Linked DNA regions of Mus musculus: all the other regions are linked to region 1. A link is a contact called in public HiChIP or PLAC-seq and promoter capture Hi-C data. All regions are on one chromosome and are shown on one strand. Each heading gives the region's core, a stretch centred on a gene start, on an enhancer-like site or on the middle of the called end of the contact. The rest is flanking DNA. Distances are from core to core; before and after follow the strand shown.

The links. Promoter capture Hi-C pulls out the DNA fragments that hold promoters and counts their contacts. HiChIP or PLAC-seq counts read pairs in DNA pulled down with a chosen protein or histone mark.
Region 2: a contact with region 1 is called in a promoter capture Hi-C map of liver, with 5 times the contacts expected there. The contact joins the promoter of Smim19 here to the promoter of Tcim in region 1. A contact is called at or near these places in 2 of 39 promoter capture datasets (both in liver).
Region 3: a contact with region 1 is called in a promoter capture Hi-C map of liver, with 5 times the contacts expected there. The contact joins the promoter of Ikbkb here to the promoter of Tcim in region 1. A contact is called at or near these places in 2 of 39 promoter capture datasets (liver and stem cell-derived epiblast-like cells).
Region 4: a contact with region 1 is called in an H3K27ac HiChIP or PLAC-seq map of trophoblast stem cells, with 5 times the contacts expected there. The contact joins the promoter of Kat6a here to the promoter of Tcim in region 1. A contact is called at or near these places in 3 of 39 promoter capture datasets (hippocampal neurons and liver) and 1 of 115 datasets of contacts at active chromatin or transcription factors (trophoblast stem cells).
Region 5: a contact with region 1 is called in an H3K27ac HiChIP or PLAC-seq map of trophoblast stem cells, with 5 times the contacts expected there. The contact joins the enhancer-like site here to the promoter of Tcim in region 1. A contact is called at or near these places in 3 of 39 promoter capture datasets (embryonic stem cells, hippocampal neurons and liver) and 3 of 115 datasets of contacts at active chromatin or transcription factors (embryonic stem cells, pancreatic cancer cells and trophoblast stem cells).
Region 6: a promoter capture Hi-C map of liver shows a contact between it and region 1, with 2.8 times the contacts expected there. The contact joins the promoter of Letm2 here to the promoter of Tcim in region 1. A contact is called at or near these places in 4 of 39 promoter capture datasets (embryonic stem cells, hippocampal neurons and liver) and 1 of 115 datasets of contacts at active chromatin or transcription factors (pancreatic cancer cells).
Region 7: a promoter capture Hi-C map of hippocampal neurons shows a contact between it and region 1, with 6 times the contacts expected there. The contact joins the enhancer-like site here to the promoter of Tcim in region 1. A contact is called at or near these places in 13 of 39 promoter capture datasets (the 3T3-L1 cell line, 3T3-L1-derived adipocytes, the C10 cell line and 8 more), 4 of 115 datasets of contacts at active chromatin or transcription factors (astrocytes, differentiating embryonic stem cells, embryonic stem cells and 1 more) and 1 of 9 other capture datasets (embryonic stem cells).

The regions. Positions count from the first base shown.
Region 1 is chr8:24,437,317-24,440,972 of GRCm38.p6, reverse strand. Tcim (transcriptional and immune response regulator) reads left to right here and starts at 2,027. Exons shown (of 1, transcript NM_026931.3): 1 at 2,027-3,656. The coding sequence starts at 2,077. The coding sequence ends at 2,397.
Region 2 is chr8:22,474,888-22,478,543 of GRCm38.p6, reverse strand. It overlaps Smim19 (small integral membrane protein 19), which reads left to right and starts at 1,665. Exons shown (of 4, transcript NM_001146117.1): 1 at 1,665-2,038. It overlaps Slc20a2 (solute carrier family 20, member 2), which reads right to left and starts at 1,844. Exons shown (of 11, transcript NM_011394.3): 1 at 1,619-1,844.
Region 3 is chr8:22,704,522-22,708,177 of GRCm38.p6, reverse strand. Ikbkb (inhibitor of kappaB kinase beta) reads left to right here and starts at 1,595. Exons shown (of 22, transcript NM_001159774.1): 1 at 1,595-1,708; 2 at 1,974-2,096. The coding sequence starts at 1,992.
Region 4 is chr8:22,857,748-22,861,403 of GRCm38.p6, reverse strand. It overlaps Kat6a (K(lysine) acetyltransferase 6A), which reads right to left and starts at 1,858. Exons shown (of 18, transcript NM_001081149.2): 1 at 1,772-1,858. Gm46036 (a long non-coding RNA gene) reads left to right here and starts at 965. Exons shown (of 3, transcript XR_001778526.2): 1 at 965-1,150.
Region 5 is chr8:23,188,164-23,191,819 of GRCm38.p6, reverse strand. Gpat4 (glycerol-3-phosphate acyltransferase 4) reads left to right here. Exons shown (of 13, transcript NM_018743.4): 2 at 128-1,104. The coding sequence starts at 940. Among named protein-coding and RNA genes, the nearest start is that of Gpat4, 18 kb to the left of the region's middle. Within about 2 kb of position 1,834, at least 31 of the 459 cell types and tissues checked have an H3K27ac peak or open chromatin away from gene starts, as enhancers often do. A contact at or near this core is called in embryonic stem cells, pancreatic cancer cells and trophoblast stem cells, where this site is marked.
Region 6 is chr8:25,595,431-25,599,086 of GRCm38.p6, reverse strand. Letm2 (leucine zipper-EF-hand containing transmembrane protein 2) reads left to right here and starts at 1,591. Exons shown (of 11, transcript NM_001364069.1): 1 at 1,591-1,812; 2 at 2,642-2,725. The coding sequence starts at 2,679. It overlaps D830025C05Rik (a long non-coding RNA gene), which reads right to left and starts at 2,604. Exons shown (of 1, transcript XR_003947362.1): 1 at 1-2,604.
Region 7 is chr8:23,312,788-23,316,443 of GRCm38.p6, reverse strand. No RefSeq gene overlaps it. Among named protein-coding and RNA genes, the nearest start is that of Gm24335, 24 kb to the right of the region's middle. Within about 2 kb of position 1,978, at least 9 of the 459 cell types and tissues checked have an H3K27ac peak or open chromatin away from gene starts, as enhancers often do. A contact at or near this core is called in hippocampal neurons, where this site is marked.

The DNA of each region.
Region 1 (3,656 bases), core at 778-3,277:
GACGCACAAGCAGGTAAAATTGGTAAACACCAAATGCTCATAAAATAAAAACAAATAGGGCTGGAGAGACGGCTCAGTGGTTAAGAGCACTGACTGCTCTTCCAGAGGACCTGAGTTCAATTCCCAGCAACCACATGGTGGCTCACAACCATCTATAAACCATCTATAATGGGATCTGATGCCCTCTTCTGGTGTGTCTGAAGACAGCTACAGTGTATTCATATGCATAAAATAAGTCATTCTTTAAATTTTTTTTTAAATTCAAAAAGTTATTGGGGTGGCCCCAAGAACAATGCCCTGGGTGCTGGGTAGAGAGTGTTGCCAGGGTAGAGAATGCAGGATAAGCGGTCTCAGCTCTGGTGAGAGGACAGAGTTGAACGGGCTCAGCTTGGGAGGAGGTGAATCTTCAGAAAGCATCCCTGCCCGCAAAGGGTAGGAAATAGGCATTGGAAGAAGATGATCTCAGCCAACACCACAGATGCTCACAAGTGCACTAGACCCCCCATTGCTAGAACAGCTAGGATCTTACCAGCTCATATTGAAGGTCTCCCAACTAACTTGCCCCTCCCCTGAGCTATCTGTATCTCCTGGGTGACGGCCACTACAGTCGTCGGTGATGAGGGTGACAGTTGAGCTGGGGCCCTCTGGCTTGGACATCTCCTGGGATTTTGTAGAAGTTCCCTGCCCGTTATGTGCTTGAGCAACTCTGGCGCATACTTATCCACAGTGAACATTTCTTTCAGGTAATAGGAAGACACTGTAATTTCACATAATAGTCATATCTTCAAGTAATAAATTAAAAGTTGAAGATAGCATCATTCTGATTATGCTGAGTGATTCCAAAGTAGCCTTCAAAACAAAAGGTTTTGAAAAATGCAAAAGGTTTTGACATATGCAAAAATGTCTCACTCCTTTCTCCTAGTGAGACATAAACTTTATTAAGGTAAAATAAATGATTTTATTTCTATTTTATTCATTTAATTTAATTCTGAGACAGGGCATTCATTCCTGTGTAGTTCAGTCTGTCCTGCAGCTTGCTAGCCTGCCTCAGCCTTCTAAGACAGATGGGGTTATAGGTGTGTGATTTTCTTGACTATAAGTGAAATAACATTAAAAGTCCATTCTAGTTTCTTGGAGGACCAGAAAGGAGAGTAGAGATTTGAATCATAAAGAGGAATCTCTAGGTCAGAGGAAGGTGACATTTAGCATAGAACAGCTGTACGTATCTGAGTCTTGTGGATAGCAAAAGTAATAGATTAAAAGCGTGTAATGAAGATAGCAGCATTCTGATAATGCTGAGTGACTCCAAAGTAGCCCTCAAAACAAAAGATCAGCTCATTCCTTGTGGGCATTAAGTACCCACAGCACCACCATTAACCTTTGCTCCTTGCTTTTGAATAGTTGTTGCTGTCAATACTTACACAAGCTGGGGAGCTACCATCTGCCGCTATTACTGTTTAAATTGCAGTTCCCAGCAGAAATTACATACAGCACTCAGGTACAGTTTGAGATTTGTGCTTTCGGGCTGAGCCATGTCAGTAAACTTTAGCTCCAGAGTCAGACTTCCTGTCCTCCCAAGCATTTTTTTTTTTCTTCTGACTTCCTCACCCTCACCCTGATAGGGACAGGCAAAAGGCACACAGACCTAGGCTGCCAGGGTCTGGCCCACACTTTAAAACTTTTGTACTAATTGAAACTCTGTTGAGCTTGGCAGAACTCCTTGTTTCAATCGTAGGCAAAGATTTGGAGCCTTTTCTTTTCTCTCTCTCTCCTGATTTCGGCTTCTGGAAGGAAGAGCCAGTTTGTAAGGCACAATGCCGTCTGAGGTGTAAAGAGGCAAGCTTGTAGCCAGCTATCTCTAAACAAGCTTTGAAATGCATTCTAGCATCCGGAGCCAGATCTTTGGCAAGGCAACTGTTAATGTTCTGTGGTTTTTTCCTCCCTGGGATCAATGTGACGTCACCAGTGTAATTTGAGTCCCGAGCTTTGTTCACCCTTTAAATAGCCGTCCTGGGACGATTTTTACAACAGACTCCCCTGGAAGTGCCCAAGCTGAGCCGTGGAAGACCCACATCGATGAAAGCCAAGCCAAGCCATCAAGCCACCAGCATGTCCTCGTCTCTTCGAGTAAGCCCGTCCATCCACGGCTACCACTTCGACACAGCCGCTCGCAAGAAAGCTGTGGGCAACATCTTTGAGAACATAGACCAGGAGTCCCTGCAGAGGCTCTTCAGGAACTCCGGAGACAAGAAGGCAGAGGAGCGGGCCAAGATCATTTTTGCCATCGACCAAGATTTGGAGGAGAAAACTCGAGCCCTCATGGCCCTGAAGAAGAGGACAAAAGACAAGCTTCTTCAGTTTCTCAAACTGCGGAAATATTCCATCAAGGTACACTGAGCACAGCAGGCTGGGCAAGAGCGTATCCACCAATGGACCTTTAAAGACCCAGTGAGCCTGCCAGCTCTGGCACGGGCAGTGTCCCGCGAAAAGGCTTGAGAGCTTCCTCCGACAGGACCCCGAGGATGGAAAGGGACATACATAACTCACCAGCTACACAGACTTGCAACTCATTGCAGCCCTGAGCTGTCCCACTGGGAGCCAAGTGCCTTCAGCAGGCGTTGAGAACTCTCACAGCAGGAAAGGACATAGCCTGAGAGGATGGAGGCACTGACCAGAACACTGCGTTTGTGGGGACTGAGTGCACGCACCCAGGGCCGTTGGCAAGGCCCTAAGACTAAACTCAAACCTAACTTGGTTTTTGTTCTTGTTGTTCGGTTTATTATTTTGTTTTCTTTTTTCTTTTCTTCCTTTTTTCTTTTTTTAAATATTGAAGTGGGGAGGGAGGGAAGAGAAGGAATATGAAGCATAAGTGGTTTACTGAAGTTTTGTGTGTTTTTTTTTTTAAATCTGAATGTTTAAAAATGTGGCTAAATCTCCGTGCTGTTTATTGGTCAAGATTTTTAGAGATCAGTAATTGTCTGCTTGCATTGAATACAATGGCTAAGACAGTGCACCCCCTGCTGTTAAAGTCAAAGAACTGGATGCCTGGCCCAGCCCAGTAAAACCCCACAGCATGGGCTATGTTTCTACAGGATTTGTACACACTTCAAAATGGTTTGCACAAAGCTGAAATAATGGGGCCCTTCATAAATCCGAAGGACTGTGAACAACTTTCGAATGTGCTTTTTAAAACTCTCTGACTAATGCTAAAATCTAATCTAATTAAATGTCCTCCAGACACTGTAGTAAGCATTAGGAAATGAATATGGGGGATTTTAGAAGGATGCTGTGGGTTTTTTAAAATTATTTATTATGCATTGTAAGTGATACATAGCCCTAATAAATTATTATCAACTTAGCTTCTCTTTGCTCTGTGGTGATCCGTCCCCAAGGGAAAAATATAGGATGGTAAATTTTGATCATTGTAAACTTTTCTAGGGGTTGACTCTAAATCTTCCAGAGTAGCTTTATGCTGATTGCCAAACTTTTCCAAAACAAGTTACAGCGCCAAGTGTCTACAGAGCCTTCTCCCCGCCCCCATTTTAAACTTCATGGCATAGAGTTTCCCACAGAGTAATTTGGCAATATTGCTTTTATATATCCATAATCTATCTTCATTTTTCGTGAAATTTCTCCTCTGTCACTACAGCAGATAC
Region 2 (3,656 bases), core at 416-2,915, 2.0 Mb after region 1:
GAATATGTGTTTAAAATACTTAAATCCTAATTTAAAAGTTAGGCACAAGTATGCACAATACAGAAAAATCTAACATTCTTAATATTCAAATGCTCAGCGAAACCCCAAAACTCCTAGCTGAGTGTAGGAGGGGACACTTTTGATCCCAGCACTCAGGAAGCAGAGGCAGGCAGGTCTCTTGAGTTCAGAGATATATCCTGATCTACATAAATCCAGGCCAGTCAGAGATACACAGTGAGACCCTACCTAAAAGAGAAAAGGGGGGGGGGGCAGTCAAGCAAAATAAAAAAATCTAACAGCCTACAGCTTGTTTTTGTTTAATTTTCTTAGTTTGGTGTTAAAAAAATCATTTCACATGTTTGTTTGCCTTCAGTTAGGAAGTGTAGTAAGAAATACAAAGGACCCCAAATTTGAGTAACGGCTCTGTACCTTTGCCTGGTGCCCACCCTATCTAGATCAACTTCTGACCATGTTATATAATGGGCACTTAGGAGTAAGAAAAGAGCCACAAGGCTTTTAAAACTCTTATACACCCAAATGGACTAAACACACTTCTATGAACTTCTTTCTAAAGCCACACTAATTTGCTAAGTTATTCTGTGATCAGCACCCTTATTTTCAGAAGAGAAACAACTATTTAAAGCCAACGTTCTACATAGTGGTGCGAGCTAATCAAACTTAAGTATTGAGAAACTGAACAATCTACGCCTATGTAAGAAGTTCCCCTTGAGAATGAACTGATATAAAACATCTATGAACATCTGGCACTGTCCCGGCAAACAGGCAGCAAACACCACGTGTACTACTCTTTCTAATTCTCTAACTTTAAACTCAAACTAAATGGTTTAAAAATTATATAAATGATTGTGTGTATAATATACGTAAACGCACATACACTGATACTACAAAAACATGTTACTGATCCTAAGGGAAGGTGAGTTTGTAATAGGCAAGACAACTTGTGAAAAGTTACAGTCTAATTATTTGCTCTTATCTCTGCACGCCAACTCAAGAGAACCGCTACACTGCGAGCAAGAATGGTAACAAGAAGTCAGATGATCCCGGAGAACTTGCCCTGCTGGAATTGCTAAGCCCTTAAGCACGTGGACAATGGGCCGCTTTATTTGCATGGCCGCACTAACCTGGGGGGACCGACTGATCGGTTTAATGGCGAAACTGCACTCACTCATTAACGATCACCACCTGCCTCACCCTGGAAAACGTAACCTTATTCAAGTCCCCCCACGCAAATGGTGTTTTTCTTTTTTGTTCTTTTTCTTTTAAAAACACCCTAGCCATTCAAGCAAAGATGCGAGAGAGCAGTCGCCTCGGCCTCACAGCCGGGAAGATGAGGAGACCGAGAACCCAGCCAGCCAGCTTCGTCCCGGGAGCACGCGCAGACACCCCGAGACCGCCCCACCGCGGAGGAGCCTCGGCGCCCTCCGGCCTGAGCCCGCCGCTTCCCGCCCGCGCCGACCCGGGCCGCGGCGCGCGGAGAGACGCACCGCCGCGCTGCACCGCGCTGCGCTCGGCTCCCGCCACACGCGGCACGCGGTGCCGCCGCGGCGTCGGGCTCCGATCCCGCACAGAGGGAAGGAAGAAAAACCAATAACAAAACCTGGCTTCTCGTTCCCTCCGGAAACCGCGGGCCGGCAGGAAGTGACGAAGGCGAGGTCGTCCGGTCCGCTGGGTCTCGGCCCGCGCTCCCCGCCCGACTCCCGGAACAGCCCGAGCGGAGCGGAGCGGCTCGGCGCGGCGGCCTCCGCACCTCAGCAGCCGCCGAGCGCCCGCCCGCCCGCTCTCCCGCTCGCTCGCCCGCCCGCGCGCGGCTGCGTCACCGCCCCGCCCCCGTCCCGGCCCCGCCCCGTCCCGTCCAGTCCGGGCCCAGCCGCGGGCTGCGAGCTGCTGCGGGTCAGATCCCGACCTGGGTGTCTCTGCGGGCGGAGTGAGCGGGGCGGCTGCAGCGTGCCTAGGGTCCCCGGAGCCCGCAGAGACGCCGGCGGGAGCGTGCGGCGTCCCGTCGCGGGAGGACTGTCCTGTATGTCACCTGGAACAGATTGCACAGGCTCGGGGGAGGGGGGCGGCGGCTGGAGGAGGCCAGGTTTGGGCGTCAGATCTGTGTGCCACCTCTGCGCCTCCCGTTCCCCGGGTCCCTGTGGCCTTGGGATCTCAGAGCCACCACTGTCACCTGTTATTGAGTTGCAGTGCGTCAAAGCAGGATGGGTGCAAAAAGAAAAAAAAAATTACTCGAACGTGTACTGCGCAGTCCACAGGCCTCAGCTATGCTCCGTCCTCTAGGATGGGGTGAAAGCCTGTGACCTTGTTCCCGTCTGTTTTAGGACCTCAAACGTCGCAGTGCTTCAGAGAGTCAGGAGAATGAATCTTCCCCTCATGGTGTTTGGGTTCCGTTGTTAGAAATTATGTGTAGTCTGAATTTCCGTGAGAGAGTAACAAAAGTCCCACGTGAGAGGCAGAAAATAGCATTCCAAGCGAGGTGGCAGGTTCTAGAACGGAGTGGACAAACTTTAAAACTTAGGATAATGTCTCATGATTACCTGAAAAGGATTTTGTCACCCAAAAGGAGGTCAGCCTTAAACTAAATCCCGATGGATGCGTTTTTTGATGTCATGATCTCTTAATATGCGTGTTTAACCTGCAGCTTAAATCAGCTCCATCTAGCTAGCATCTTTCTAATGCAATAATAGTTTAAACATTACATCACCGGACAGCTGAGGGAAGATGTCAGTTTTCCCATAAGAGCCCAGAATGTCACTCTCAGCATCAATCTACTAGAGCATTAACTTGCCTGAAATGAACCAACCCCTGGACATTTTACTTTAGACTGAAGGGGAAAGGCGCATATCCTCACACTTGGTTAGGTTACACAAAGTGCGTGGGAGGCGTGGTTAAAGTACCTCCATGTCTGCACTGTGGACTCTGAACTCTCCATTCCTGACTCTTCCAAAGCGTGGCCTTGATGGTGTCAGGACTAGCAGGAGAGGCCTAGCTTCAGTGCAGACCCTTTAAACTGTGGGTCTAAGGAAACTCATCCACCCAGGACCTGTGGAGCAGCGGTGTTATTGCATACTATGGATGGTTTTATAGAATCTGTTTTGCCATCCTGGGTCAGCAATGGTTAGAAAAGCTTTTTCTAAGTATGATTAAAGTGTAATATAGTAGGAAGCCATCAATCTCTGGGTAGAAGTATATTATTCACACCATGGCAGGTGGACAGGGTTGTGTCGAAAACCTTCGCAAGAAATTAACCGGGTTCAGATCCACTAGGCATTAGGAAACATTGTGTTAATTTGTCAGGTAAATAATTGGCACTCACTCCGGATCCTAGTGGCCCCTGCCTTATTGATCACTGATTCTTTCCTGATTGGTTAACTCGTAGTTCTGAGGGCTATGACTGTTAACACTTTATGGTCTGTGCTCTCGGTACCATCTCCAGTCACTTAGGTTTTACCAAATATGATCATGGCTATTGCCATTTTAGGATCGTGGCATTTACAACGGTCTAAAGTGCCACAGGTTAAAGGCAGTTTTAGCATTTGGTCTTCCGGAAATCTCCGTCTAAAATAGACTGACTACTATAAATCAAAAAAAGTCAGAGAACCCTGAAATTGGGGTTAAAAGATAAGATTTGAACATGT
Region 3 (3,656 bases), core at 346-2,845, 1.7 Mb after region 1:
CTTTTTATTCCTTTGAGGAGGTGAGAGCTGTTTCTTTGGATGATACAGTGTACCCTTGATTCCCACTTCCACTTGTATTTGTGTCAAGTACAGGAATCTTTTACCTCAAAATAGGAAGTGAAATAACTACAAGGTTATTGCAGTTGTCCTGACTGGAATGGAGGCTAAAGAGTCTCCTGAGCTCCTCTTTCTGACTTTTAAACTGCCGACATAACAGACCCCGAGAAACTGTAATCTCCCCCAGGAACATCATCTGAGGCCACGTGGGAACCCGTGTAAGAAAGCTGTGACTGTCCCGTGAGCTGTGGTTGGGGCAGAGTGCAGAATGTTCTTCCACAAGTGGCCTTCTAGAAATAATTGCAAACCCCATAAAAAGTGGATGCTCTCAAAAGGGGCGACATGAAGGGTATGGCTTGGGATGTCCACGTTCTCTCTGTGGGAAGGGTGGGGTCCTGGGAGGAATATTCTTGGCTTTTTCCCACAGGTGCAAGGATGATAAGACATAATACCAAGTGTTTTTTCACTTGCTGTTCTTGTATTTGCTTAAGCTCTCTGTAAACATCATCTCATGTTTTGCTTGCTTTAATAATAAAAGAGTGAGAAGTTCTTTATTTGCTCTATTCTTGAGTTCAAACGCTTAGAGTCCCCAGGTTATCCCACAAAGATCTTTGGCTTTCAATCCAGGGAGACTTTGTTAGCCTTGCTGGTCGCTGTCCGCTGCTGGGTTCGGATCTAAAAAGCCAGTAAATGTCAGAAGCCTGGAGCCACTGTGCCACCTTCAGAGGAGCAGAGATTTCACACCGTCTGACAAACGCCACATCATAGGAGAAACTGGAGCCTAGACAACGATGGTGGACCAGAACATATATTGAGCATGACTACTTAGTTATGTATACCACTTGCCTTCCACTTAAACCCAAACCTCATGGCAGGACCCCAAAATTAGACTTGGATCGGCAGAGGTATGGGTGAGAGAGATTAGATCGCTGTCTTTCCCCAATGTAGTCACATTGAATAAACCTCTTTTTCTCCTTTCCATTGGTAATTGTATCGTGAATTAGGCTATGGGAGGTGAGCGGCTGAACCTGGCTTGTTAGAGGCAGGGGTGGATGCTGGTAGGCGTGTGGGGTGTCCTGGTGGAGAAGACAATACCCAGCCTCTTGACCTAATAACTAGTAATTTCTTTATGCTCCCAGTGCTCAAACTCCATTTTTGATAGACAGTGCTAGTTTTTTGTTTTGTCTCTGTACTCTTCCCTCTCCTCCCTTCCTCTTTGAGGGGGATGGTGGTGTGTTACTTTCTGAGGAGCATCAGGATGGTTGATTATTCTTAATACTGAACCAGGAGCGGTGGGAGGACAGGGAGGCAATTCTTAGGACAGCCTCTAAGTCAGCACTAGTCGGGGCTCGGCAGATTCTCCCCTTATTAACTGCCTAGCCAGTCGGATCAAGCTCAGCCTAAAAAGTGCCAGGGTGAAGAAGAGCTCTCCAAGCCGCCAGGTCCTGCGCCGCCAGGTCCAGCACCTTGGCTGGCTGTGGCTGCGTCTCCGAGAGCCAGTGGCTCGCGCGTCCCCTTTAAGAGCCGTCTAGTACCCGTGACGTCAGGGCAGGAAGTGTTTGAGGAAGTGGCGCTGGGCTGGCTGCGTGGGGACCCCGAGTTTTCATGTCCTCAGCGGGTGTCGCTGGCGGCCCCGCGGCCCCCGGGGCAGGTGAGTCCCACGCGAGGGCGGCTCGCGGCGCGTGGACCGGCTCACCCGGGTGTGCGCTCCGCCTCTCCCCGGGGTCCGTGGCTGCGCCGCGCCCGATGCTGAGCGGACCCACCGGTGGGCCCGGCCGCCGCAACTTTTATTTGTTAACTACACCGGTGTCCTAGCCTCCCCTTGCAGGGCAGCAGCCACTGCTGCTCCCAGTTGCTTCTTGAGCTCCAGTGTTCTTCTTACTCTCAACTTGTCCTCTCTCCCTGCTTGCTTCTAGAGTTAGCAGGGCATCGATATGAGCTGGTCACCGTCCCTCCCAACCCAGACATGTGGAGCCTGGGAAATGAAAGAACGCCTGGGGACCGGGGGATTTGGAAACGTCATCCGGTGGCACAATCAGGTAGGGCTCTGGCACCAGGAAGGTGGGTGAGCTTTCTTGGCGCCTCTTCTGACCTGGCCCGGTGTGAATGGGTGGATCCCTGCCTAACCTTGGCGTTGTCCAATGGGAGCGTAAGAAAAAGGACTGCAAAGGGGATCTGTGAGCTGCTAAACTGACTCTTTTTAAAAAACCTTAATAACCATGCCACTTAGAAGGACACATGAGGGAGTAAGCTGTCATTCCAAGTATTTTGAAATTATATTTCTACTAATATTTAGACTAGCACGTAATACATTACATTGTGATAAATGTTGTAGAATACAGGCAGTGTTAAAAAGATGAGAGCAATAAAAAACATTTTAAATAACTTTATTTAAAATATTTTAGGTAGTTGATAACCCCAAGGTTTTTCTCTTCTCTTTCTTTCTCTCTTTCTTTCTTTCTTTCTTTCTTTCTTTCTTTCTTTCTTTTCCATGTGCCGCCATATAATGCTGAGTGATGTGGACTGATTTCATTTTTGGATCTAATTTTTATTCCTATTATTTTAGTCCTTATGTGTCTGATGTGCGTTGCTCATGTTAAAAGTTTGTGTTCTTCCAAAAAAAATTTGGGGGAGGGGGCTGGCAGTAAGTACGCTGAGATTCTTGGCAGGACTCTCTCTAGCTCGGCTGTTTACTGTGGGAGACTTATTTTATCCGATTTGGGTAATGAGTTCATCACAGTGCCTCAGGAGCACACAGTACTTGTGATGTTTCCGCTAAAGAGTACTTACTAACCTCAGGATACTTGAGTATCAGACGTGATGTGTGACTATCAAACTTGGGGGTCATGGCCTGTGCCCTAAGCTGAGTCCTCAATAAGCCAATTAAAATAGGCAAATTAATAGTGGAAAGCAAGGGATTCATTCACTGAGGTCACATTAGGAAGAAGGACAGACAGATCCCCCCCCACCAAGTCCATCTCCATGATCCTAAAATTAGGTTAAGGTCTAAATAGAACGCCAAGGATACTCACATCTAAGCAGTACTGTGGTCCAGCCTACCACTGGCCTGGTTTTGTCATCCTGTGAGATTTTTCTGAGAATGTGTTAGAAATCTGTAACCCAGAAGACAATTTCCCCCTCTGGCTGGGAGCTTTTTCTCTCCCAACATGAAATTTCTGGGGAATTTCCCATCTCTCTGGCATCCAATGTTTAAAAGTATCTCTTTAGAATATCTTCATTTCTGCCAGACCAGTTACTCAACCTCCTGATAGACCCCGCGGGGAGTGCTGTCTGGAGGCCTATTTTTCTATTTTAGGATTCCAGTGTTGGTCAACAGTTGGAAAACATACCAAAACGAGAGGCCACCCTTCTAGGGAATCCTTCCTAAAGAGCTAAAATCAAGGTCTTGACTCAGATTGAGTGGTCCAGGTGAGAGACCAGCCAGGTTGATCGTGGTGATGACAGGGAGAAATAGGCAGACTGAAGAGATATTTAGGGGTTAGTGTGAACAGGACTTGGGTGGATAGAGAGGGCAGGGGCTGGAGTTGGGGAGGAGTACTGGCTGAAGAACCCGCCTGCTTAAACCTGGACATCCTCTG
Region 4 (3,656 bases), core at 609-3,108, 1.6 Mb after region 1:
ATAAACCTGCTTCACACACCACAATACGGAGAGTAATGCAAACGAAAACAGCTTAGTGTCAAAGTGTGTAAGGAATTTCATTCAAACTTTCACCAATACCCATACACTGAAGGAAATGACAACTGTCAAACATAATCTACAGATAAACTAGAAATAAGAAAGGCCTAGAATCATTTGGATCAAATGCAGATACATGTAAAATCGTACAATACAGAAAACAAGTAACTGCCTATGATCTGATAAAAATGTAAATTTGAGATTGCTATCTCAGAATGTACATTAGTCAATAAAACAAAAACAAATATACTACTACCTCTGAACTTGTTCCTCCAAAACTAAGTGTAACTTTGAACTTCTCATGTTTTGGAGCACGTGTACAATATAAACACAGCAAAAAAGGGGCGGGGGCACCCCTTCAGCAACTATTCCCAACAGTGTGCAGGCAAACGGGAGACTAATACATGAGGAATGAAATAGTACTAGTAAGAAAAAAAGCATTAGCACCCGGGGCCAAAATGTATTTCAAAATTAGCTAACTAAAAGAAGTACCCCCCTCCCCAGGAGGGGTGCTTCATATTAGTGGAGGTTTTACGAGGACAAACATCAGAATTATTACCCAAGGGATGTTTCTGATATAGACACTAACTTTAAAGTAACCAGGACTAAGACCTAAGAAGGTGGGAACACCCTATGTGGCTGAGTTTTCAGGTGAAAAAGAATGAATGACAGTCACACATTGTCTTTCCGGCCGGAAGTTTCCCCAATCTGCGAGTCTGCACAAACCAACGCTCTGAAGATCTGAACCCTAACTCTCAGAAAGTACACTCGCGAGCTAGAAAGAAAGACCAGCCGGGCTCGCAAAGCCCTTCCCGCTCTCTCTCCCAACCCAAAACACATCTGCGCGCGCCCTCGATTTAAAGCCCAAGGAACTTTAAAAAAAACTTGAAGCGGCAGAGCCCCGCAGTTTGCCAGCGGACCGCTTCGCCGGTCCCATTCTATGGAAACACAGCCCGGAGAGTAAGTTAACAATGAAATCACGTGGAGTTAGGAGCATAGTAAGCTCTAGCCCCAGCTCCTCCGAGCTCTTCGCTCCAAGGGGTCGGCTCAGAAGAGCAGCAAGGGGGACACCGGCTGTGACGGAGCCTGACAGGTAGGGCAGGTCCGGCCCAAAGTCGCGGAGCTCTTGACAGGCAAGCCCGCCGCCACCCGTCCCGGCTAGGGGCTGACAGTCCGACAGACACAACACCACACGTGCTGCCTGCTCCAGACCACTGCACCCACCAGGCTGTCACCCTGCACCGCTCAACCCCGCTCGGATCTCCGCGCACTCCGCACAGCCCGGAGTGCGCGCCCGCCCGGCGCCGGGAGCGGCGGGAGCGGCGGGCGGGCGGGCGGACGGACGGCGGGCGCGCCCCCGAGGGAGAGCGGGCGAGCCCGCACAGCAGCCCCAGGCTCCGCGGCCTGGCTGCTCGGCGCCAGGGAGCCCCGGCTCCCGGAGTGGGCCGCCGGCGGAGCTAGGGCGGCGGCGGCGGCGGGCCCGTCGGCGCGAGCCCGGAGGGCGGGCGCGGGCCGGGCCGCGGAGTCGGACGCGAGGGGGCGGCCGCGGCGCCCAGCCCGAGGCCTGGCGCAGAGCAGCGGGGAGGCGGCGCAGGCCGCGGCGGGGCCTGCAAGCGGCCCGCCGTCCCCGCGAGGCGCCGAAGCAGACTCCGGGGCGGCCTAGCCTCGGGCTCGGCAGCTGGGAGCGACCGGGGGCGGCCCCTCGGCTCCTTACCTGGGGGGAAGACAGCCGGGATCCCGGGGGCCCGGGCCGGACCGCGGAGATGCCCCAAACTGACACGGCCGCCATCTTGGAGACAGTGAGCTCCGACTGGGGGGAGGGGAGGCCAAGCGGCGGAACAGCCGCGGGGGGAGGGGAGCGTCGCGAGGGAACGGCTGCCTGGGGAGGGAGCGGGAACAGCCTGCGCGGGCGGGCGGGAGGGAGGGAGCGGAGGAGCGCGGGAGGGGGGCGGCCGGTAGCTGGAAGAGCCGGCTCGTCGCCGGGAAGGGCCGGAGGGCGGGGCCACGGGGGGCGGGGTGGAGGGAGCCGCTGGGCGGGTCACGTGGGGCGGGTACAAAAGGCCGAAGCCCGGGTGGAAGCGGGAGTTGGCCGGGCTGGAGGCCAACAGCTGGGGGCGTCCCCTCCTCCTTTCTCACGCGCAGCGATCGGGCAGAATGGCGAGGCCACAGGCGGAAGGTGCACCCGGATTATACAGCCCGGGAAACTTGGAGCGGGCGGGCGGGCGGGCGGGCGGGCGGGCGGGCGCTTGGGTGGGGCGGCTTCGGCGCGACGCCGAAACCTCGGAGCTAGGAAGCTCGGAGCTCCCGGCGCGCGGCGTCCGCCCGGGTTCCCAGGCCCTTGTTAGCGCCCGGGGGCGTGCACCCGCGGCTGCCTTGCAGGGTCGGGGACACACACACACACACACACACACAGTGGCTTCGGGAGCTCCGTGGCTGGGCGGGGGAACGCGGGTGGCAGGAGTTCCTTCTTTTGCCTTCGCCTTTCTGCTCACTCTGCACTCCAGCTGCTCATCCCCCCGTGGTTCAAAGAATAGTCTGGCTAGAAAGGGGAGAGGGCACGAAGTTGGACACTCCTTGTCAGCCAACAAGATGCCCACCTAGGGCACTTGACTGACCCCCCTGCCCGCAAGTCACTAAACCTTGGAAACATGTTTATAAGAAACACCACCCACCGAGCTCGGTTTCTAGGACTTGGACAAGGTCACACAGCTATTATGGCACGGTTGCTTGTGGAACCTGGGTCTTTCTCTTCTTTTCCTACCCTGTGCAGTTTGATGGCTGAACCGCAGAGACTCTTGGCTAGGGCAAGCCTCTCCGCTACTGGCTACCTGTTTCTTTGTCTTTGGTCCACTAGAAACTCTTGAGATTGAGTCCCACACACACATACCCCTTCCCTGGAAAGACGTTAAAGCTCAACAGCTTGAGACTTGTATTGCTGCTACCCTTGCACTTGGTTTATGTCCCCTTCCTAGACTGTTAACCCCCCGCCACCTCATTTTATCATAGCTTTACCAAAAAGGAAAAAAACACCTGCTAGTCGCTGCCATAACTTTGATATTACTTTGTTGGTTTTGTGCTTTATTCACTTTACAGTTCAGGTGTAGTCGTAATGCTTTTAGTATATTCCCAGGTTAATGTTCTTCGACAGTGCCATTTGGCATCCCAGCATCTAACCAACATGATGCCAAGGGCTCAAAACAGCGCTTATAGTGAATAAGCATTTGTAAGCGTCTGAGAAATAAGTTTACACCTCACCTCATGTCCTGTCTCCAAACCTCATTCCCTGCTTTCAGATCTGAGTAGCCCTCCTCCACCCTAATTCTTGCCCAGACGACTATGCACACTAGACTGTTGAAACTATTCCATATTAATACTAGCCTGGGAAACTCACGCAAAGGGCCTGCAGTGCCCTATACTGATGTTGATAACAAGCAGTTGTGGAGAGGTTTATTGGATCACCCAAAACCACTTCTCTACAAACCCCAAATTGTATTCCATTACTAGTGGAAGAGAAATTTGAAGACAGGAGGATGACCAAGATCAAGACTCAGTGGACTCCCCATCTCAAGGGAATATGGTAGACAATGTTACGGCAAAGA
Region 5 (3,656 bases), core at 585-3,084, 1.2 Mb after region 1:
TTTTTACCTTGATGATAGAGAAGCAACCTGTGGGCTCCCAGCTGTCCCTTGTCACACATATGGAAGGAAGCACATTAATGCTTCTCTTGCTTTGTGTGACTAATGGTGTTTCTGTTTCCACCCCCAGCTCTGGCAGCATGTAAACAGCCTTTTGCCAAGAACCCAGGTCACCGCTGAGAAGGCTGCCTTAAGGGAGAAGAATATCGGAGGACACCAATGCCAGGCGTGTTTGGAACAGTGCTCAGTACAGGCAGCATGAGACGTTCTGTGCCAGCCTCTGTGTGCTACTGGCAAAGGCTGGGGCTCTCTGGGTAGGAGGGTCCTGGGTCAGCCAGCATCAGGAGCCCCCTCAAGGGAGCATGGGACCAGCTATGAACTCTTTACAGTGAACTCAGTTTTAGCTTATGAAGGAATTTTAAGTAAACGTTACTTAATTTCTACATACTGACGTTTGGCAGCCTTGGGTGTGAAGTGCCAGCAGCTACCCTTGTCTACTGGAGTTTCAGGATTCTTCTGGCACCAAGGCGAACTCTTCTTGGTACTTCTGACAATACAGATCTTTAGGACAAATTTACCCGCTGAATGCTTTGGGGCAGGAGGAAAGTAAAACCTTGGAAGCAGCCACATAGCTGAACAGAAAGCTGCCCCTTGCCGCTCGCTTGCCCGGACACTCAGGACTCAGGTGCTGTTCCAGCCTACTCACCACAGATTGTCATCTGTGCCCGGGAGACCTGGCATTTCTGGGGTGCTCCTGTGACCCTTCTGCAGTTCTGCGCCAGAGCTCTATTCAGGCAGTTGGATGACATGAACTTTGAGATGGAGTTTGTCACCCGTGAGGGACTGGCTGCCTTTCCAAGGCTTGTGCTATCTGAAGGGACCATCTGAAGGACGTGTTTGTGTGTGGAAAAGAGGGCACCAGCCTGACGTGCGTCCTCCACCATGTTCCTGTTGCTACCTTTTGATAGCTTGATTGTCAACCTCCTGGGTATCTCCCTGACCGTCCTCTTCACCCTGCTGCTTGTTTTCATCATCGTCCCTGCCATCTTTGGAGTGTCCTTTGGTATCCGAAAGCTCTACATGAAAACACTGCTAAAGATCTTTGCGGTAAGTTGTACTTCTGTGATATGTTTCCTCACTGGGAAGAGAAGGACATTAGCAGAAAGAATGGTTCTTTTACCTTCTGTGTCACAGAGTGGGGCTTAGACACTGGACATTGCCACATGCAGAACAGGTAGTAGGACATAAGGCTGCTTATGGGCTCATTTTTCCTCTCTCACTGTAATCTGAGGTAGAGTCTTACATTCATGCAAAAAGAATGCACAGAGCCCGGGCAGTGGTGGCACACGCCTTTAATCCCAGCACTTGGGAGGCAGAGGCAGGAGGATTTGAGTTCAAGGCCAGCCTGTTCTACAAAGTGAGTTCCAGGACAGCCAGGGCTACACAGAGAAACCCTGTCTCAAGGAAAAAAGAAAAAAGGAAAAAAAAAAAAAAGAATGCACAGAAAAAAAGAGCATTTGAATTATTTTCCAAAAAAATAGAGGCTATGTCAGAACTTAACGTACAGCTGAAGAGAACTGGTTGTGTTAAATGGAAGCAGATGAGAAGCAATATCTCCTAGAAGTTGATCTGTGCCACAGGACTAATATTTAGACAAAGAGTTGCTAGCTACTTTAGTTGCAGGATCTGTTTTAAATAGTTACCAAATTCTCAGGAATTCTTTTCCACAGCTGAAACTGCAACCTTTGAGTAATACCATGATAATATGATGCACTTACTCATGTGGTATCTTACAGGCTTTTGTGGTTTGGTTTGCTGCTTCAAGCCAAGGATTCAAGCACTCGGCAGTCTTTATTGTTTCCATTTTCCTTTAGCTCCTTTGAACTCTGTGGTATTTACTGTCCTTACAAGAATAAGGTGGGGCTGGAGAGAGAGTACAGGGGTTAAGAGCATGTCCTGCTTCTTGCTGAGGACCCACATGTAAATCCAACACTCACAGCCGTGACTCATAACTGTCGGTCACTTCAGGCCTCTGTGGGACCTGCACCTGTGTGCACAGACACAGATATGCACACACACACATAGTTAAAAAGTATTTTTAAATAATTGAGGCCAAATAAGCAGAATATAAACCCAGCCGGGTGGGTTGAGTTTGCTCAGGTTGCACAGCCGCCGCCTCTTGCCTCTCGTAGAGCTACTTGTTACCACTTGAAAAGAAGCTCTTACAGTCCCACTGTTGGGGAGGATTTCTAGTTCAAAACCGGTCTGAACTAGTGTTTTGTGTGGATGGAGTCATACACAATCCATGCACGCTTCTCTCTGGCCTCTCTGACTTGGTGCTGTCATCGCCTGTCTGCATGGCAACCATTATCCGTGCACTTCTGTGTTCTGTGTGGGGCCTGCACGGTGAATTGCGTATGCATCCATCCACTGAGGAGCTGTTTCCACCTGTGGGCTGCCGGGAGTGGTGCTGCTGTAGACTCATGCTGGGAGTATGTCAAGAATGTAGAGCTGAAGCTGGGCAGCGGTGGCGCACGCCTTTAGTTCCAGCACTTGGGAGGCAGAGGCAGGTGGATTTCTGAGTTTGAGGCCAGTCTGGTCTACAGAGTGAGTTCCAGGACAGCCAGAGGTACACAGAGAAACCTTGTCTCGAAAAAACAAAAACAACAAAGAAAAAAAGAATGTAGAGCTGATGTTTGACTGTGTGGGTACACGAGTGTGTGTGGGGCCTGAAGCTGGTGACACTCATCTTTCTCAGTTGCTCTTCTACCTTACTTATTGAAGCAGGGGCTCTCAGTCAGACCAGAGCTTGATGTCCACCTGCTCTTTCTAGCCAGTATGTGGCTAGATCCTATCCCTGACATCTGAGGCTGACGTTTCAGAGGGGCCACCATGTCTACCTGGCACTCACGTGGGCTCTGGGGATCCGAATTCTGGTCCTGGTGCGTGTGTGTCAGGTACTTTAAGCACTGGGTCACCTCTCCTGCCCCTAGAAATGGCCATTTTTAAAACAGAAGTCAGAGCTGCAAATCTAGGGCTCCCCTTAAGTGCTTAATTCATCTTGGATAATTTTAGGGGAGGCAGAAAGCCTAGAAGACTTGTATATCCTTTCCTGAATATGGACAGCCAACCAGATGTCTCAGTGGGTAAAGGTGTTTGCTGCCAAGCCAGATAACCTGTCCCCTAACCCATATGGTGAACAGAGAGAGAGAGACTCCCTGAAGGTGGTCGTCCTCTGACCTCCACTTGTGTGCTCTGTGGCACGTGTATACGGACTGGGTTAGTCAGGGATCTCTAGAGGAACAGAGATGACTGCGTGAATACATATGTGCATACATACATACATACATACATTGAGAGAGGGGAGAGGGAGAGAGAATTAAAGTGGGTTACAGGCTCAGTGACTTAGCTAGGGTTGCTATTGCTGTGATAAACACCATGACTAAAAACAGTGTGGGGAGGAGTTGACAGTTACATGTAACAGTTGTCCATCAGAAGCAGTGAGAGCAGGAACCGAGAGGTAAGAGCTCATACACAGGCTGGGGAGCAGTGCTGCTTAACACCCACCCACACACACACACACCCACACACACACACCCCACACACCCACACACACACCCACACCCACACACACACACACCCCCACACACACCTACACA
Region 6 (3,656 bases), core at 342-2,841, 1.2 Mb before region 1:
GCTACATGGTGAGACCCTGTCTCAAGGCGGGGAAGGAGGAGTTAAGTTTTGTAAATTTCAATTCTTTATGATCAGACTGTGAAACAGAACCCCTAGTGGAAAATTGCCTGACATGCACAAAGGGACCCCTAGTGGCCAAACTGAAAAGTTTTGCTTATTTTAAGTAGTCCATTCGGTTAGTTGAAATATACTTTTTTTTTTTTTTTTTTTTTTAGGATTAAAAACGGCCTCCATTTCTTTTTTTCTTTTCTTTTTTAGTTCTTTTGAAACAGGATCCCACTGTGTAGCCCTGGCTGTCTTGGAACTCACTTTGTAGACCAGAGTGACCTTGAGCTCACACAGATCTGCCAGTCTTGTCTATTAAGTACTGGCATAAAAGGCATGCACTACCATGCCCAGCCCTCAAAACTTATTCTATTTTGTACAGCTCATAATTTTATCATCAGAGTTCTCAGAAAAGTTGAAGAAAGCTCGAGCCAGGCATGGTGGTGCACACATTTAAATCTGAGCAATTTAGAGGACCAGGCAAATGAATCTCTGTGAGTTCAAGGCAAGCCTGGTCTACATAACGAGTTCTGGGCCAGCCAGGCCTACATCGTGAAACCCTGTCTCTAAATAAATAAATAAGCAAGCAAACTAAAATATAGAGTCAAAGATGGCTGCAGTGGTACACACTTGTAACTAAGCACTGGGGAGGCAGGCAGGTGGTTCAAGGGTTCAAGACCACTTTCTGCTACTACCTATTGAGTTCCAGCCCAGCCCGTGTTACATAAGAACCCCGCAAAATAAAAAGAAATTGAAAAAAAAAAAAACAGATAAATAGGAACAAGAATGCTTTCAGAACTTTAACTTTCCCAAGATGGCTAGTTGCCCGCCCTAGGAACGTAAACGTCCTCAAACCCACAATGCCTATCTTATTTAACAAGTACTCTAGAATATATTTTTGAATGTTGAGATTTCTACACAACTAATGATAAGCGACAACATGAAACCATTTTTTAAAGAGAAAAATCAAATTCCGTATGAAGATTTCAGAAGCATTCCAGCCTTCGACCCCGCAGAAGAAAGGTTTTTTTTTTTTTTTTTTTTTTTTTTCTCAGTGCTGCCCCTCTGCCACCAGGACCTCACAACCTCCTTCGCCAACCCAAGACCTCTAGGCAGTTTCGGAGACTAAAGGGTGAGGAACGGAATCATCAAAGTGATGTCATCAGTGACTCCAATTTGGGTTACAAAGGCTACTATCAGACCTTACTCTGGTAGGGCCTCCATTCAAGGAGTTCTCGAGGAGTTGGCTAGACTACAGAATGTGGGCAGGCAGGGGGGGGGGGGGGACGCAGCTTTGGTCCTGTAGTACAGACGCTGCCTCAACTAACTCCGACCCAGAAGTGACTTCGCGGGCTCGTGCGGGGGACCTTGTTGCCTTCCGCGCGGCTGCCGTGAAGGACGCGAGCCAGTCCCAGGATTTGAGAGCTCATTGGATGGTAGTGGCGTCACTCGGAGTGACGTCACAGGGCGAGGCGCAGGAGGTGGAACCATGGAGACTGGGCTTCCGGCCCCTTTAGCGTGGGGGCGGGGAGGAATTGGGAAGGTAGGGTTGGGGCCTTAGTCACCTCGCAGCGGACAAGGGCTCCCTCGGCGTCTCCCGTCAACCCCGATCTCTCCCCTAAACTTTGGACATTCTCCCCTACGGTGTACCTGACCCCACTCCAACAATCCCCAGACCCACCGCAGTCCTCCCCACTTTCCGCGGAGACTACCGGCCGAGAGCCGAGGGCGCCTTTTGCACCGGTGCGGCGAGCGCGGGGTGCAGAGGTAACCCCGCAGCGCTGGGCGTGGGGTTCCCCCGAAACGCCGGGCAGACTGCCTGGGAGTGGCCCGTAGCCCCGGGGCCAAGGGCTGGGGAGCCTCCGCAACAGGCCCGGCCTCCCTCCGGAGGAGCGCTGTCCGCGGTGGGGCTGGTTTCCGAGGTGCTGTGCCCGGTTCGCGATGTTTACTTTTTAGCTGAGGTTTCCATAGGGTGGGGTTGAGGGCCTGGGGAACCTCCTTCCGGCACGATTGCGAGATCGCAGTGTTATGCCAGTAGCTGAGAAGCGGCTCGGGGTGGAGAACGGTTTTAGTTAAAGGTACAGAGCTTAGTTCGGACTCTGGAGATTCTGCATCTGCGCTTGAGCCTTTAGTAGATACCATTATGTCTTCGCTGTTCCCACATGAAATTAGTGAGAACTTTTAGACTTTTGGGTTGGTGGTAAATGAATCCAGGGTGCTTACTTTCTACTTGTATTTTCTGGTTACAGATAAAGATGTCTTTCTCCTTTTAACCGTCGCAGCAGATTATTAGACACTATTGACCAGAAATTTAAAAAATTAAAAAAAAAAAAGCCTTTGGAGGCCACATCGTCTTCAGGATCATCTTCTTAGAACCCATTTCTGTGTGTTTGGATCGAAAAAGTACCATTTTCAAATCCAGAGCTAAGAAAATACTGAGGCTTTTGTAAATGAACTTGAAGGAAATTTTACACCTTGAATATGCAAATCTCTCTCTTTGCCTTAGTTTTTCTTAAAAAAAAAAAAAAACCACCTAAATTCTCATGTTTAATTGATTCCTTTTTAAAATACTAAATTGTTTGCTTCTTTTGCCTAGGTCTCTGTGTTGGTTAGTTGAAACAAAAAAAATAAACATGGCCTTCTACAGTTATAATTCATTCTTAGCTATTTTCTGGACAAGGTAAGGCTTGGAGTTTCCCACAAAAAAAAATGTATATAAACTCATGCATCTATATGAAAAACATGTGTTGTAAAAGACGTGGTGACAAATGCGTTTAGTCCCAGCACTCAGGAGACAGAGGCAGGCTGGTCTCTGAGTTCAAGGCCAGCCTGGGCTACATATCAAGACCGTCTCAAAAATATACATAAATAAATAAAGGAAGTAACCAACAAAACAAAAAGATTGGCTTAGTACAGAAAACCTTGCTGAGTTTTCAATACATTTCAAGGAAGAACATATTTTAATTTGAACTGCTTTAGAATGTAAGCTGAGTAATTTTGGAAATACATGATAGAGGAAAATAGATGAGACAGTTTTAGAGTGGCATTTCTGTTATTGATGAAGATTACACGAGGACCTCAGGTGTAAGGAAAAGTAAAATGGCTCTTAAACAAGCTTAGCCCAGGACATGTTCCAGTCTAAGGTCCCTTGTCATCTCACTTGTGCATTCAGAAGATTAACTGAACACTCACCACTTGCCACATTCATTGTATATTTTTCCTTTTGTCCATTTATAGGCTATATTTTGATATGTTTAAAAATTGCATTAAAGAATGGGAAAAGGCCATCCTTTAGCCAAGAACAACAACAAAAATCTCCCCTTCTCTCTTTCTTTTTTCTTTCTCTTTCTTTTTTCTTCCTTCCTTCCTTCCTTCCTTCCTTCCTTCCTTCCTTTCTTTTTCTTTTTGTTTGTCTTGGGGTTTTGTTTTTGTTGTTTGTTTTGTATCTATGTCCTGGAACTCACTCTAGACCAAGGTGGCCTCCAACTCAGGCATCTGCCCACTTCTGCTCCTGAGTGCTGGGTTTAAAGGTGTGCACCACTCTTGACTGACTGGCTGCTTGGTGCTATCTCTACTTGGCTGTGTTTTATTTATGTTCTAGCTTAACTACA
Region 7 (3,656 bases), core at 729-3,228, 1.1 Mb after region 1:
TGGGTATGCAGAAGCGGGTAAGGACCAGATTTCCTGGGTAAAAACAGCCATGGCTCAGGCCCCAAGGAAGGAGTATGTTTAAGGCCCTCTGCTTCTGACTTCTTTTCCTACCACTCATTTGAGGTTGAATAATGTCTCCCGAATTCATGTCCACCCAGAGAGCCTTAAAGAATGGCCTGGCTTTGGAAAAAAAAAAGAGCATATATAATTACCTAGAATCAAAGACGGTGTTGAGAGCGTGCTGAATCAATGTGGCTTGCAAATCTAACGAGTCTTCTAAACTAGAAACAAGGCCCCACTGAGAGTACACAGAGTAAGCAGAAATAGGCAGATACCTTCTTCTGGAATTCTGAAGGCCCTATTTGCTAGAAGAGATAACTGGAGGACTCTTCCCCAGAGTCTTAAGGAGGACGGGGTGGCCTTGTGACACTTTGATTCCAGATTTCTAACTGCCACAGCTGATAGCCCCATACATGTCAGCCCTCTTAAGTCATGAGGTTCATTTGCGACAGCAGCCCTGAGAAAGCCGTATGGACACAGACACCTTCTACATTTGTCTTCAGGCTCTTGGGTCTCCTCATACAAGGTATGGAATAGATCTAGGATTGTATTACAGTATCAGGAGGCCTGATCCAAGAACCTGTGTGATTTTCTCCAAATCCCTTGACCTATTTGAGTCTCACATGTTTCCTGTATTAAGTAACAAGGTGAACTGTATTTTTCCTGTAGTTCTGAGAGCCAGAATTCCCCTAATTAATGATGTAGCCTAGAATCGGTACCATGAAAACAATCACCACCAGATGATCACACATTTCCGGAGCTAGGGGACCTGCCTGATGTGAGTGCAAGGGGACAATGCTCTGCTCCTCCGGCATGTGGATGTCACAGGAAAGCTGCTGGAGGTGGACAGTCCCTGGAAGGAAACCCATTCCACATTGACTTTACAAAACAATCCTGTATACCCGCTCACTGTTCCCAGCCAACGAGAGAAACACCGCATCAACATCTCTACATGGGACAGGGTGTTAGCTCAACGAACCACTCATACACACACATAGATGTGATCTATTCAGCGGCAGGCTGGTCATGCCACCTTGCTTTTGCAGAAGCAAGTCCTCCAATCTGGACTCTATTCCAGACTTCCTTTCACTTCATAAACATTTACCCTCCCCACCCCCCACCCCCAAACGTGCTGCCGACAGCCGTCCATGTGTCCCAACGGCTTGTCCTCCGTGCTCGGCGTTAGCATTCTAAACCTGGAAAAGATCTCAGGCCCTAACCTTGTTGGCTTTGTGCGAAGAAAGCACCAATGCCCACCCTGCTGAAGTTATCTGTGAGATACAATGAAAGTGATTGGAAAAAGTCCCACCTCCATTTCCAGGAACTCTCTGCCGTTTTCCCTGGAGAGAGGCACGTCTGACGTCTTGGCTGAAGACCCATTCATTCCTCTGTCTCATGAACGGAAAAACTGCCTGAGCTACCTTGTGTCTTCTAGACCACAGAAATTAAGTTTACAAGATTCCTTTCTCTATTCTATTCCCACCCCCCTTTAGAAAAACAGTGCAACAATCATTTTCAATCTGATCCAAGACCACAGGATTGTTTCCAATTCCCCGCACCGGTATCTCCTTCACTCCCGGGAGACCGTGGAATGTTCTCATGCTTCCCTCACGGGCTCATCATTCTAAGTTCCACGGGGTCCTCTTTGACAGGCTGGCAATTACGGCTCCCTGCAAGCTTCCAAGTTGACTGTAAAGGCCTCGGGGTCTCAAACACCCAGAAAACAGACTTTTTATGTTTTTATAAACTATAAAATTGTAATTGGATCAAACTTTGCATTCAAAGGCACATTCTTTGGGAATATTTTATATGCACATAAAACAGAGAAAATGTTAACATTATGATCTTAACTGTCTGCACATTGGAACGAGCTAAAAGTCAGGGAAATGCGGTCCATCTGGGCTCAGCTTTGAAACTAAATTATTTTGAGAGCACAACAGATGCCTCAGGGAAGTTTGACACGGCCCTCTCCAGCTCCTGTTATCTGGCGACTTGAAGTGGGGTTGAGGAGAGGGGGAAATGGTCTCATGGGGGGTGGGGAGGTGGAAAGGGTGGGGTCACTTCTTTTAAACCTTCCTTTCTCAAAACTGTGGTGTGGCTAACCCAGGAGCCTTAGCTGGAATGCCAATCCCTCCACAAGCTGGGCAAAACCGGGTTGGGCATGTGGTCTCAATGGCCAGGCTCTGGCTTCAGGTGCCTGGGGAGGCGTGAGGATCCTTTGAGATCCCCTCAGGCTTCATCCAATCATGTGGAGAAGGGAAACCCAGAAGTTTCTATAGCCTGTAAGCTTGTTTGTTCAAGCCTGTGCATCAGGTCTTTTTTAGCCTTGGTTGTGGAGTGCTAGAGCCTGCTGACTTCAGCTTGGATTGGTGTCTTGACAGGGGGAGGAGAAAACAGAGTAAAAGGTAAAATTTCCTTCCCTTGGAACTGGCCATGCTGCTCAGCTCCTTCGTTCTCCTGGCTAGCAGCAGTCTATTGCTCTTTAATGATCACATTTGCAAAGTGATCCCTGGTACACCGAGGGATTGAAGATCTGTAAAAGGGACAGTGAATAAAAGCTGGCCTCCTTGAAAGCAGAGGAGACACAAAGACCTTTTCCATGGGATACAGAAGGTCTGGGACAGGTTTAGGCCAAGTGCAAGATGTTCCCTTTAAGAATAAAAAAATGTGCTCTCAGAATGTGCTAATCAGGGAGGATTAGACAACACTAAAGACTTGTCCTGGAAATTTTACCATTTATCCTCCCAAAAATCTTACAGGAACATTTGTTTAAAAATTTTTTATTTTGGGTTGAAGAGATGGCTCAGGGGTTAAGAGCTCTGGCTGCTCTTCCAGAGGTTTTGAGTTCAATTCCCAGCAACCACGTGGTGGCTCACAACCATTTATAATGGGATCCAGTGCCCTCTTCTGATGTGTCTGAAGACAGCTACAGTGTACTTATATATAATAAGTAAATAAATCTTTTAAAAATATTTATTTTGGGGGCTGGAGATATGGCTCAGCAGTTAAGAGCACTGACTGCTCTTCCAGAGGTCCTGGGTTCAATTCCCAGCAACTACATGGTGGCTCACAACCATCTGTAATGGGTATCTGATGCCCTCTTCTGGTATGTCTGAAGACAGCTACAGTGTACTCACATACACGAGATAAATAAATAAATCTTTTTTAAAAATTTATTTTTATTTTATGTGTTTGAATGTTTGGCATGCATATATATGCCATACCACACGTGTGCCTGGTACCCATGGTATCTAGAAGAGGAAACTGGAGTTATAGGTGGGTGTGATTTGCCACATAAGTGCTGGAAATTGACCCCAGGTCCTTTGCAAATGTAGCAAAGGCTCTTATCCACTGAGCCATTTCTCTAAACAAGGAGTCTTTTGCAGAGCATCTTTTTCTTATTTTTTGGCAAATCCATACAAGAATACCATGTATCTTGATCATTTTATGCAATATTTCACACTGCTGTCCCTCCCACCTTAATGTCTTTTTATGGTGTCTGTAACCCACTGAGTGCAGAGGAATGTAATGTTTGATTAATCTTCCTGGCTTGATCGTAGACAGGTAAACATAGCCTCAGTCAGTCCATTAGCACA